Linked DNA regions of Mus musculus: regions 1 and 3 are each linked to region 2. The links are chromatin contacts, called in public Hi-C and promoter capture Hi-C maps. All regions are on one chromosome and are shown on one strand. Each heading gives the region's core, a stretch centred on a gene start, on an enhancer-like site or on the middle of the called end of the contact. The rest is flanking DNA. Distances are from core to core; before and after follow the strand shown. Region 1 holds the start of Ears2 (glutamyl-tRNA synthetase 2, mitochondrial). Region 2 holds the start of Sec23ip (Sec23 interacting protein). Region 3 holds the start of 4930413G21Rik (RIKEN cDNA 4930413G21 gene).

Region 1 (3,344 bases), core at 720-3,219, 6.7 Mb after region 2:
TTCTAGGGAGACTGTAACCAGTCTCTACATTCCCAGGACCACAAGCAGATGCCGAATGGTCTCACCTTCTGCCTGCAGAGGGGCTCCTTCTTGTTTTCTTCAGCCTTTGCATCCTGCTGGGCAGCATCTTTCGGGGTGTTTACTGCTAAAACATCATTTATAGTAGAACCAACCACCATGATCTTGGCCCCACTGGTCACTTTTATTTCTCTCAAAGTCTTGTCTTCAGGAACAAGTCCTTTATACATGACCTTCTGCATGGCAGGTGGGAGACCTTGACAAAAAGTGGAAAGGAATAAGCAGGAAATGCGTGGACCATCCCCCTTCTATAACAAAACAGGAAGTGAATACTGGTCCATCAACTATCAGCTTTGTGAACTTGAAGGAGTTCAGAACACCAGGACTATTTGATTGGTAAAACTTGGTCCTTCTACATGAATGTAAGGTATTTAGAATTGTTTGATGTCTAGGTATCATTGTTTCCAAGTTATAACTCTATCTTCTATCCACTTAAATACTGAAAATTCCCAAGTGTAGGAGATACAGAAAGCCAATAAGCTTTTTACCCGATACATGGAGAAAGCTTTAAGGAAAGTATTTCAAGTAGCAAACCAAAACAAATAAAACGGCCATGTATGAATATTTATAAAGGGCCATTAGGACAGTTGATAACACTGTTTCATGAACTTCCCTTATGAAACTGATCTGTCTGCTGAAAATAAATCCGTGGCTAAATACTGGACCTGTTCAGAATCTCCTGTAAAGTTCATAAATACCGCGCCTAGCAATGACAGTCCAACATTAGTTAGAAGGGTGAGCCTTAATACTCAAGATTCAGGCTTGCATCTCACTCCACCACTTGGTGGTACCACTATCATTCTGGGCCTAATTTTCCCTCTCTGATTACTAATGGACATACAAGTACTGATTTCAGAAAACTGCAGTGAGGATAGCGGGAGTCTAGGCGCAAGAAAATCGCTAACAGTTTAGCACGACGTAAGCATCAAGAGCTAGAAGGTAGGTCGTGGGTAGAAGCAGTCGGGTGTCAGCTCCTCGAATACCTGTAATGGAGTGAATCTTCTGCTTTAGCTCGGACCCCGTGCTGTCCAGAGGGACCTTCACGTCGTGTTTGGTCTTGTTCCAGATTATCTTCAGATCCACCAGCTCCTTGCCCACACCGCCGCCCGCGTCCTCGCCGTTGCTGACCGAGGCCTGGGCCGCAGGGTCCCCAGGGGGCTGGGCCGGGGCCGGCTGCAGGTTGCCTCGCGCGTCGCAGGAGTCCTCCGCCGCTGCCCCTACGGCTGCTTCGGCCTCCACGCAGTTGAGGGGCCGTGCGGGCGCCTCGGTGGCCACAGCCTCGGCCTCCGTGTCCATGCCTGGCTCCTCCATGCCTGCAAAGGGGTTAGGGGGGTGGGTGCTCGCCACGAGCCCGGCCTGCGACGAGAACGGGCCCGGGCACCGTCGTTGCCGCGCCACGCTCCTCCCTCCGGGGCCAGGCCCGGTCCCACGACCCCGGCAGCGTCCGCAAGCTCTTCAGCCGCCGACCGACCGCCTTCCCCGCCACACTCACCATCCGGGGCTCCGGCCGCCGCCATGATGATTGTGTACAACACCCACCACGACCGCAGGGGCCGCCGGGAAGAAGCGAGCTGGCGGAGATTGGCCCCCGCACCAGCCCCTAATTTCACACAGGCTGGCCGGAAACAGGTGGAGGTTTCTATGGAGACCCGCCTCCTCCGCTTCCCGGGCCGGCCCCTGCCACGCTTTAGCATTCCCGCAGCCGGAGGGGGCGGGTCTGGGAGATCGCCTGCTCGCAGCGCTCGGTCCCCGAGCGGCGGCGCATCGCCGCCCTAGTCCAGAGGGGCGTGAGCAGCCCAGATAGGCGGCTTACGCCTTTAAGTGGCAGGGCCGCGCTCGCTGTGGCGAAAGTTGATTGGTTGGAGTGATTTTTTTCCCCCCCGCCGAGCGGAAGTGACGCGCGAAGGAGCCCACGTGTGTGTTTCTAGTCCACATGGCGGCGCCCCTCAAGAGGCTTCTGCTGGCCGAGCCGCACGTGGTGGCCCTCGGGCACCGCGTGGGGCGGCGCGAGGCCAGTCTGGGCCCAGATCCCGGGGCCCCGGTGCGAGTGCGCTTCGCTCCCAGCCCCACAGGTAATCCTAACGGACGTGACGCCGCTCGCCGCAGCCCACCTTCCCGTCCCCGCCCCCGAAAGTTCCAGAAACAGTCCCTTCCGGGGTTGTCTGCGCGACCCCGTTTTAAAGAGACGGAGGTGGAGGGCTAGGATTTGAAGTGATTGAGATTGCTAGAAGTTTCCTTGTTGTATTGTCTCTGTCCTTTCTTATTGCACGCTGTGTGCAGAGCGTATAGACTTTATGCCAAGGCCTATGCGCTATAATGCAGTGGTCATTGAAAAGTCAGGGTTCTGGCTTTGAAGAAACCGACAAATCCTAGAGTCATATGTGTCCATTTTGGCAGTGAAGCGGGATAGGGCGCCCTAGAAGGTATTGCTGAAGAGGTAACATTTGAGTTGAGAACAAGTGTCAAGAAGACCCGCTTGAAGCCTAAGAGGAAACGACATGCACAAAAGCCTGAGTTTGCTGGCAGCTTAGCAAGTCAGAAGAAAACAGAGGCCCATGTATATCTTGCTAGGAATTCTGTGTCTCCTCCCTTCCCACAAATTCCCAACCTTTAGTTCAAGCCACCTTCTACCCTGTTCACACTGAGCAACCGTTCATTCTAGGTCTAGGGTCAGCAGGAAAAGATATTTCTGAGTCTCAGCTGCACAGGAAGAACGCATTACCTCCAGGCAGGCAATGTAGATTGTGGAACTTCGATATGTGGTAGAAGCCCTGGTTCATAGTTAACTGTTGTGAATCTGTTTTTAAGACTGATATAAACGAAACTGCTAGGGAGAAAATGAGTGTCTCAAAACCGAGAGAACAAAATCATCTTTCTTTTTGTTAGTCTCAGTGATGTAAAATAGCTTATCAAATGACTGCAAGTATCTAAGTATCACAGTGTCTGTGTTTACCTATGGTCAACATGAACTGGGATACTCACCTTGTTGGAAGAAGCACTTATGCAGGCATCCAAGGCCTGGCATTTTCTGCATCTATATTTTTGTCTTTGCCAATCCCTAGATGTGTTGCTTTGGCAGAATTATTTGCTCTGTTTATGTCCCAATTTTGTGATTTGTCAAGTAGGGCTAATAATAGTGCCTGTCTGACGGGTTTGAGCCAGTACAGCAGAGGCACTTAGCAAGCACTGCCTCTACTACAATTACTGTTTTCATTTCTTTGCTGACTGGCAGGAAAAGCCCAAATGGGAAAGAGTTGACAAGCAGT
Region 2 (3,409 bases), core at 34-2,533:
TATTTGGTGGGGAAAGCTCAGCACCTAACAAGCACCTGTGTGCTAGGCACTAAAAAACAGGACCCTGAAAATGAAAAGAGGTAAGAAGTTCACAGTCCACATGGAGGGGCAGAGTACTTAGCTCACAAGTATTTACACAACAATACGTGTGGGACACTAGATATAGAACTCTACAAAAATGAGACAGGGTATAGTGACGAATGCCTTTAATCCCAGCACTCAGAGGCAGAGAGGCAGAGGCAGGTGGATCCTTTAAGTTTGAGGCCAGCCTGATCTACACAGTGAGTTCTAGGACAGTCAGTACTACACAGAGAGACCTTGCTCTCAAACCCAGGGATAGGAGCTGAAAACATGAAATCTAAGCAGACAGGTAAAATGTCATGACTGAGGCCACACAGCAAGTTAATGGCAGTGCCGGGTCTGAACACAGTCTGTGCTCCAAACCACCAGAGAGAGACAGACGAGAAAGAGAGACAGAGACAAACGAGAGAGAGAGAGAGAGAGAGAGAGAGAGAGAGAGAGAGAGAGAGAGAGAGAAATCAGCCTTCCCAGATATACACAGAGCTTAATCAAAAGTGTAACGGGGGGGCTTTTACTAGGAGAGAGTGTATAGTCCTCTACAAGAGAGGCATTGTCTCCTCTGGAGAAACTTACTGTCTCCTAGGTGATGTCCTACCCTATCACCGGTGTTTCCCAGTAAGAGAGCAGCTTTCGGATTCTAGCAAAGGGTAACTGTCTAATTTAGCTGCGTTTTCTGCCAGCACCAGCACACCAGTGGGTGTTCAACAAACAGTTGCGCAATGACAGGAGTTCCAAGCCTCATCACCGGAGCCCCTCCTCCAGGATCCTCCAGTCCCTGGCCCTCTGAAAGCTGGTCACTGCTGACCCTGGCAAGCGACTCAGAGCAGGCGACACTCCTGTCCCACCCGCCTCCCGGGACAGACACTGGCCCCCAAGCGCCCTCGGCTCACTACCTCCGGGTAAGAGCAGGGAAGCCGGGGAGGCGGCGGCCTGCGTGACGGGGATGAAGGGCACGTTGAAGCTGAACTCCGTGGCCGAGGAGGAGAAGAGTAAGTTAGTGCCTGACGAGGAGGCGGACGCTCCGCCGCCGTTAGCCTTCCTATCCGCCATGGCTGCAGACCCCCGGCCGTTACGTGGCTCTGCGAGCCCGGTGCTGCACACAGACCGGAAACCGGTTAGCGAGGATGCCACCGCACTTCCGCACTTGCGCACAGGTGCCACAGGCCAGCGACTCCGGGATCGGTTTTCTTCCGGAATTTGACGCCGCCCAAAATCAATAAGGTGGAATCGGCTTCAGACCCAAGCCTATCACGTGACAGCCTCGGTCTCGCGAGACTGGGTCAGCCTCTGGAATCACAGCATAGAATAGAGAGGTGTGGCCGATGAATCCTAGCGTTAATTGACGCTCGAAGTCGCAGATTCTGAGATGTCCTGGACGCCCTGAGTTTCTCATGGAGTATCTGTTTTTGGTTGGTTGGTTTATTTGCTTGCTTGCGAGGCAGGATCTCTCTATGCTGCCCAGACTGACTTTTTATCCTCCTGCCTCAGCTCTTCCATTTCTGAGATTAATACCACCACACACTGCAATTCTTATATCTTTATGACAGGCGGTCATAAGAATTGGAAGTAAGAATTATTATCGGCTGGGTTCCTTTTTTTTTTTCAGTTACGTTTTCATGATGTTGCCTGGAATTCTCAAGAGGTCTGTCTGCCTCTTCTTCCCAAGAGCTTAAAAGGAGTGTGCCACCACTCCAGGCTACTATCTCCTTGAATGTGTGCATCAACAAAAAGTGCCTTTGGTAAGGCAGTTCCAAGTGGTAGACGATTTATGTTTCAAAGGGGCAGAGAAAAGATGTATAATTGCAACATTCTAGAGTTACTGCTGTAATTTAGGGTTTGGGGACCTATCTGCCTACTACCAGGTTTTGGCTGGAATAAAAACATTAAATTCTGGCAGTGTTGAGTTTACCTCGACAAGCATTTCAACGGGGCCAAGAAGTACAGAGCTTAGTAATGGGGAAACTTCTGGTGAGTCATAGATAACATGGCCTCAAACTGCTAAAAGCCATGCTAGACTAGAAGTTGGTCAAGAAAATTCTCTTTATCATAAAGAAGCAAGGCTGAGAACCATATACCAGAGAGTGATATATGAAACAGACCTGAAATCCTTCCTTTTTGGGTTTACAATCTGGCAAAACAATCAACTAAACACAAAATAATATAAATGGCAGGCTTTCCTTAAGTGTGTTTCCTGGAACACTGACATCATCTGGGGACAGAGATCTAAACATTCTAGGAAGAGCGAGCATGTATCTCTCTCCATCAGATCATTAGCGAAAAACTTAAGGAAGAAAAAGCTTCCCTGAGGAAGAAAAACTAAAGTTGAAACTTGAGAACTAGGGCTTCAAACCTCTTTATGAGTGCAGGGATCCCAGAGGACCAGCCCTGCTGTGGTGTTGCACACCTTTAATTCCAGCACTTGGAAGGCAGAGGCAGGCGGATTTCTGAGATCAAGGCCAGCATGGTCTACAAAGTGAGTTCCAGGACAGCCAGGGTTATTCAGAGAAACCCTGTCTCGAATAAAAAGAGAGAGAGAGAGAGAAGAGAGAGAGAGAGAGAGAAAGGCCTAAATTCCAAAACCATCACTTTGCATAATTAACTTCAACATATGATTTTTTTTTATTTTAAACCATAACAGGAAGGGGAAAAAAAACTAAAATAACAATTAAGATGAGAAAAGGGACAGAAGAGGGCCCAGAATGAGATATACCTTTTAAGGGCATGCCCTGAGTGACTGAGTGACCACCACCTCCTCCTCCTCCTCCTCCTCCTCCTCCTCCTCCTCCTCCTCCTCCTCCTCCTCCTCCTCCTCCTCCTTCTTCTTCTTCTTCTTGTTTTTTGTCTGTTTTTTCAAGACAAGGTTTCTCTGTGTAGCCCTGGCTGTCCTGAAACTCAGAAATCTGCCTGCCTCTGCCTCCCAAGTGCTGAGATTAAAGGCGTGTGCCACCACTGCCCTGGCTGAGTGAACTTCTTCTAATCAGGTCCCTTCTTGACTGCACTCTTCCCAATTAAGGATCCATCGATAGGCACTGGAGATGTAGCTCAGCCTGGGCTACATAGTGAGTTCCAAGGAAACTAAGGCTAAATGCATAGATGATAGATAGATAGATAGATAGATAGATAGATAGATAGATAGATAGATAATAGATAGATAGATAGATGATAGCCTCTCTAAAGCCAGATATCTTAACACATAGCTTTAATTTGTTTATTATGAGGCACAGAGTTAAAATATGAAATTTCCCTCATTCGGTTCCAAGAACATGGCTACTCTCTCTACTGAAAGAATGGATGAATGCAGTGGTGATATCATCTGTCATGGTTACTT
Region 3 (3,205 bases), core at 225-2,724, 5.8 Mb after region 2:
CTTACTTACATTCACACATGGTAGCATTCTTTTTAGAAAAACACACACACATATATTTTGGTGGTGTCGGATGAAGAGCCCAGGGCCTTGCACTTTGAAACTTTTCTGAACTGCTTAACAGTTAAGTGTGGTCTAACACCTGCATTCCCCACACTTGGGAAGCTCAAAAGGGGTTGTTGGGGTTGGAGGCCAGTCTGGGCTACAGAATATAACTTTTGAGTAAATATCACTAATTCTGGAATTACACCTCAGAGTGTTCACCTCAGAACATTTTTTTAAATACAAAACCAATTCCAGCACTAACTAAATCCTCAAAAATACCTTTTCTACAAGCAACCCCGTATAAATAAATAAAAGGCCAGTGGACAATTGCTATCAGCTTCAAAACGCTGCTAGATTAGCCAACAAGTTATATCTACTGCTGCTTTAACCAATAGGAAACCTTACACAGGCTTTCCTCTCCTGATGGAAAAACAAGTTAGGGAAAGGCCACAAGGCAAACACCCAACAGACTCAGGTAGCAACCCTTTTCTCTTTTCAACCCAATCCCACTGTTTAAAAAACTTTAATTAAGGAGGAGGTGGGGCCCCATTTTGAAAACCAGCCTGCTAGGTAAGACAGATCCCAGCATTCAGAAGGCCAGTTAAACTCCAAGGTCGGGTGCTGCAATCCTTGGCTATCAATGAAACTCTGTGTATGACAACGGGTAAGAATGGAGTTCAAGCCTGAAACAAGAAACTTAAAATACCAACCTTGACGCCCCCCCCTCCCCCCAATAAATATCTGCGGCCCGTGTGCCTCTTACCTTCTTTCGTCTGTGCGTTGGTGATCTGCAGATCGCTATCGGCAGCTTTCAGCTTTTCTCTCCCCATAATCTGCTTCTTTAAATCGCAGAGGGAGATATGGAGCCCATCAAAAGTGACGGTGTCGTAGTTGAGTTTAGAGGAAAATTTATAGTGCACACAGGACATTGTGGCAAAAGATTCCTAAGGTTCAGCGAGGAGACGTGGACACTCTCAATATATGTATATTTATAAACTTAAGAGCAAAATATGTACACACACAAAACACTCAAAAGACAACGAAGGACCCTAAGGCCTCAGATTAAATACCCCCCCAACCACAAGCGGGGGTCCGTGAGAACAATAATCCGGAACCCCCCGTACTCAGAATCGCTTCATGAGGGAGGAGCAAGACAGGAAAGGGGGCAATCGAGGATCCGCCAACCGGCACAATGTCACCCGGCTGGGTCCCACTCGCTCATGCTAAGGGCCGGCAGGAGACGGGGGCAGGCGGTGCAGTCAGTAGCGGTCAGTCCACACGTTAGAGTCCGAATGACCCCGCGGGGTCAGGGGTCCATAGCGGCCGCACCTCCCGGCTAGTCTCTCTCCGTGGATGGGGGTGACCCAGGCCCCGGGAGAAGGTTGCGGGGAGAGGGCCTAGGCCCGGAGTCCACGAGCGGCCTCTCGCCTCCTCCCGGCTTCCGGACGACCGGCGTCGGCGTCCCCAGGCCCAGGCCCCCACCGCACACACACCCTGGCGCCTGCTCCCCGGAGGCCACGAGCGGCCCGCGGCCTAGGCCGAGATCGCGCGGTCGGCGGAGGAGAGGCCTTCCAGCGGCCGCCCGGTTCGGCTCCGCCTCCCCCCCGCCGCCGCCTGACACAAAGCCGGTGCGGGGCCCAGCTAGGCCGCGAGGCCCTTCCTCACCACCCCGGGCCCCGGAAGGCGGCTTCGTTGGCCCCGGGGACACCACCGAGGCTGCCCGACTCTTCCTCTTGCTGCTCCTCGCGCTGCTCCCGCTCCTGTCGCCTCTGAGCCCACGACCGCGTCGGGAAGCCCGGAAACGGTCGGGCGGCGGCGAGGGCGTCGCTGGATTCCCTCTTTATTATTATTATTTTTTTTTTGTTCTGCCCCCCCAACCCCGGGCGCTCTCCGGCCCGCACCCTGCGCCGACGACACCTCCGCGCCAGGCACTATGGCGGACGCGGCCTGGCTTCGGGCGAGCGCCCCCACTCCGGGGTCTCTTAAGCAGGGACTGCACGGGCGGCGCACGCGAGGCGGGGCTTGGGCGTGCGCCGATAGGCGGGCCGGGGGCGGGGCCGTCTGCGTCACAAAGCGCACCGGCCCGCCCACGTGACCCGGCGCTTTGTGACTTGCGGCGTGGAACCTGAGGCTACGCGGAGAACAGGAGAAACTACGTGGGTCCGCAGAGAGGGGGAGGCGGACCGTCCCACCGGGCGGGTCTGGAAGGGGCGCTTAAGCGGCGGAGGCCCCAAAGTGCGGAGGGGGTGAACCGCGAATTCCACCCACGCACGAGTCTCATCACTGTGATGGCTGCTCACCAACTCCTCTCCTAACAGACTGTATACCCTGAGCTCTTCCAAAGCTGCTGGTGAGAATGGACCATCATCACCACCAGCAGCATCTTAAGAGCTGTGTCCGACTCTTACCTTGTACTAGGCACCGCGTTGACCGCTGATGTTTGCAAATTCTGGAGCCCAGTCTCCTAGGTCGGAAGTAACTCCGTTCTCCCAAAGACGCTGTCAGAGAATAAAGAATTAAATCCATGAGTATATTTCAATATTTAAGACCATGCCTGGCATATCTGTGCCTCAATACAGGGGGCCTAATAAATGTCAAATAAACAACAGCAAAAAAATATCTCCAATTTATAAGATAGAAACCTAAAGCCAACAGCCGTGCATTTTTCGAGTTTTCAAAGAAGGGAATGCTTGCTGGGTTGCAGGGTCCTCATTCCATTTTAAATTACAAAGTCCCTTAGGAGGGTTGGCATTCTTTTTCTCTTGTGGCATACGGGACATATTGCATTTATAAATTCATAAATAATAAAAATTAAAACTGTACAATTACTATCATTTACAGTGTCCAATGTCCAGCCTCTGAATTTTACAGGCTAGGCTCAAGGAAGTTCAGCAACTGAGAACAAAATCATACATCCAAGAGGTGGCAGAGTTTTCAGAAACTTCCTGAATGCTAACGCCCCAGATTCTGACTTGGTTTAAGTCAATCATCTTGTCAGAAACGCCTTCCTAAGGCCATCTTATTAAGATAGTCATCGATTTTGGCCTTTATTTTCTTCTTAACTGCAAGGAATATACCTGTTTGTTCTTCTGTTGTTTTTTTTTTTATTATTAATTTTCTTGTTTGGTTTTGGTTTTTGGTTTTTCCAGACAGGGTTTCTCTG

What was found. A called contact is a pair of places that touch in the nucleus more often than the background predicts. Capture Hi-C pulls out chosen DNA fragments and counts their contacts.
Region 1: a promoter capture Hi-C map of liver shows a contact between it and region 2, with 2.7 times the contacts expected there. The contact joins the promoter of Ears2 here to the promoter of Sec23ip in region 2. A contact is called at or near these places in 2 of 39 promoter capture datasets (cranial neural crest and pre-B cells) and 1 of 9 other capture datasets (liver).
Region 3: a Hi-C map of B cells shows a contact between it and region 2, with 7 read pairs. The contact joins the promoter of 4930413G21Rik here to the promoter of Sec23ip in region 2. A contact is called at or near these places in 2 of 484 Hi-C or Micro-C datasets (B cells and CD4 T cells).

The regions. Positions count from the first base shown.
Region 1 is chr7:122,065,711-122,069,054 of GRCm38.p6, reverse strand. Ears2 (glutamyl-tRNA synthetase 2, mitochondrial) reads left to right here and starts at 1,969. Exons shown (of 9, transcript NM_026140.3): 1 at 1,969-2,150. The coding sequence starts at 2,012. It overlaps Ubfd1 (ubiquitin family domain containing 1), which reads right to left and starts at 1,857. Exons shown (of 7, transcript NM_138589.2): 1 at 1,571-1,857; 2 at 1,062-1,391; 3 at 66-274. The coding sequence starts at 1,772.
Region 2 is chr7:128,742,744-128,746,152 of GRCm38.p6, reverse strand. Sec23ip (Sec23 interacting protein) reads right to left here and starts at 1,283. Exons shown (of 19, transcript NM_001029982.2): 1 at 975-1,283. The coding sequence starts at 1,131.
Region 3 is chr7:122,968,728-122,971,932 of GRCm38.p6, reverse strand. 4930413G21Rik (RIKEN cDNA 4930413G21 gene) reads left to right here and starts at 1,474. Exons shown (of 1, transcript NR_045614.1): 1 at 1,474-2,875. Rbbp6 (retinoblastoma binding protein 6, ubiquitin ligase) reads right to left here and starts at 1,369. Exons shown (of 18, transcript NM_011247.2): 1 at 806-1,369. The coding sequence starts at 971.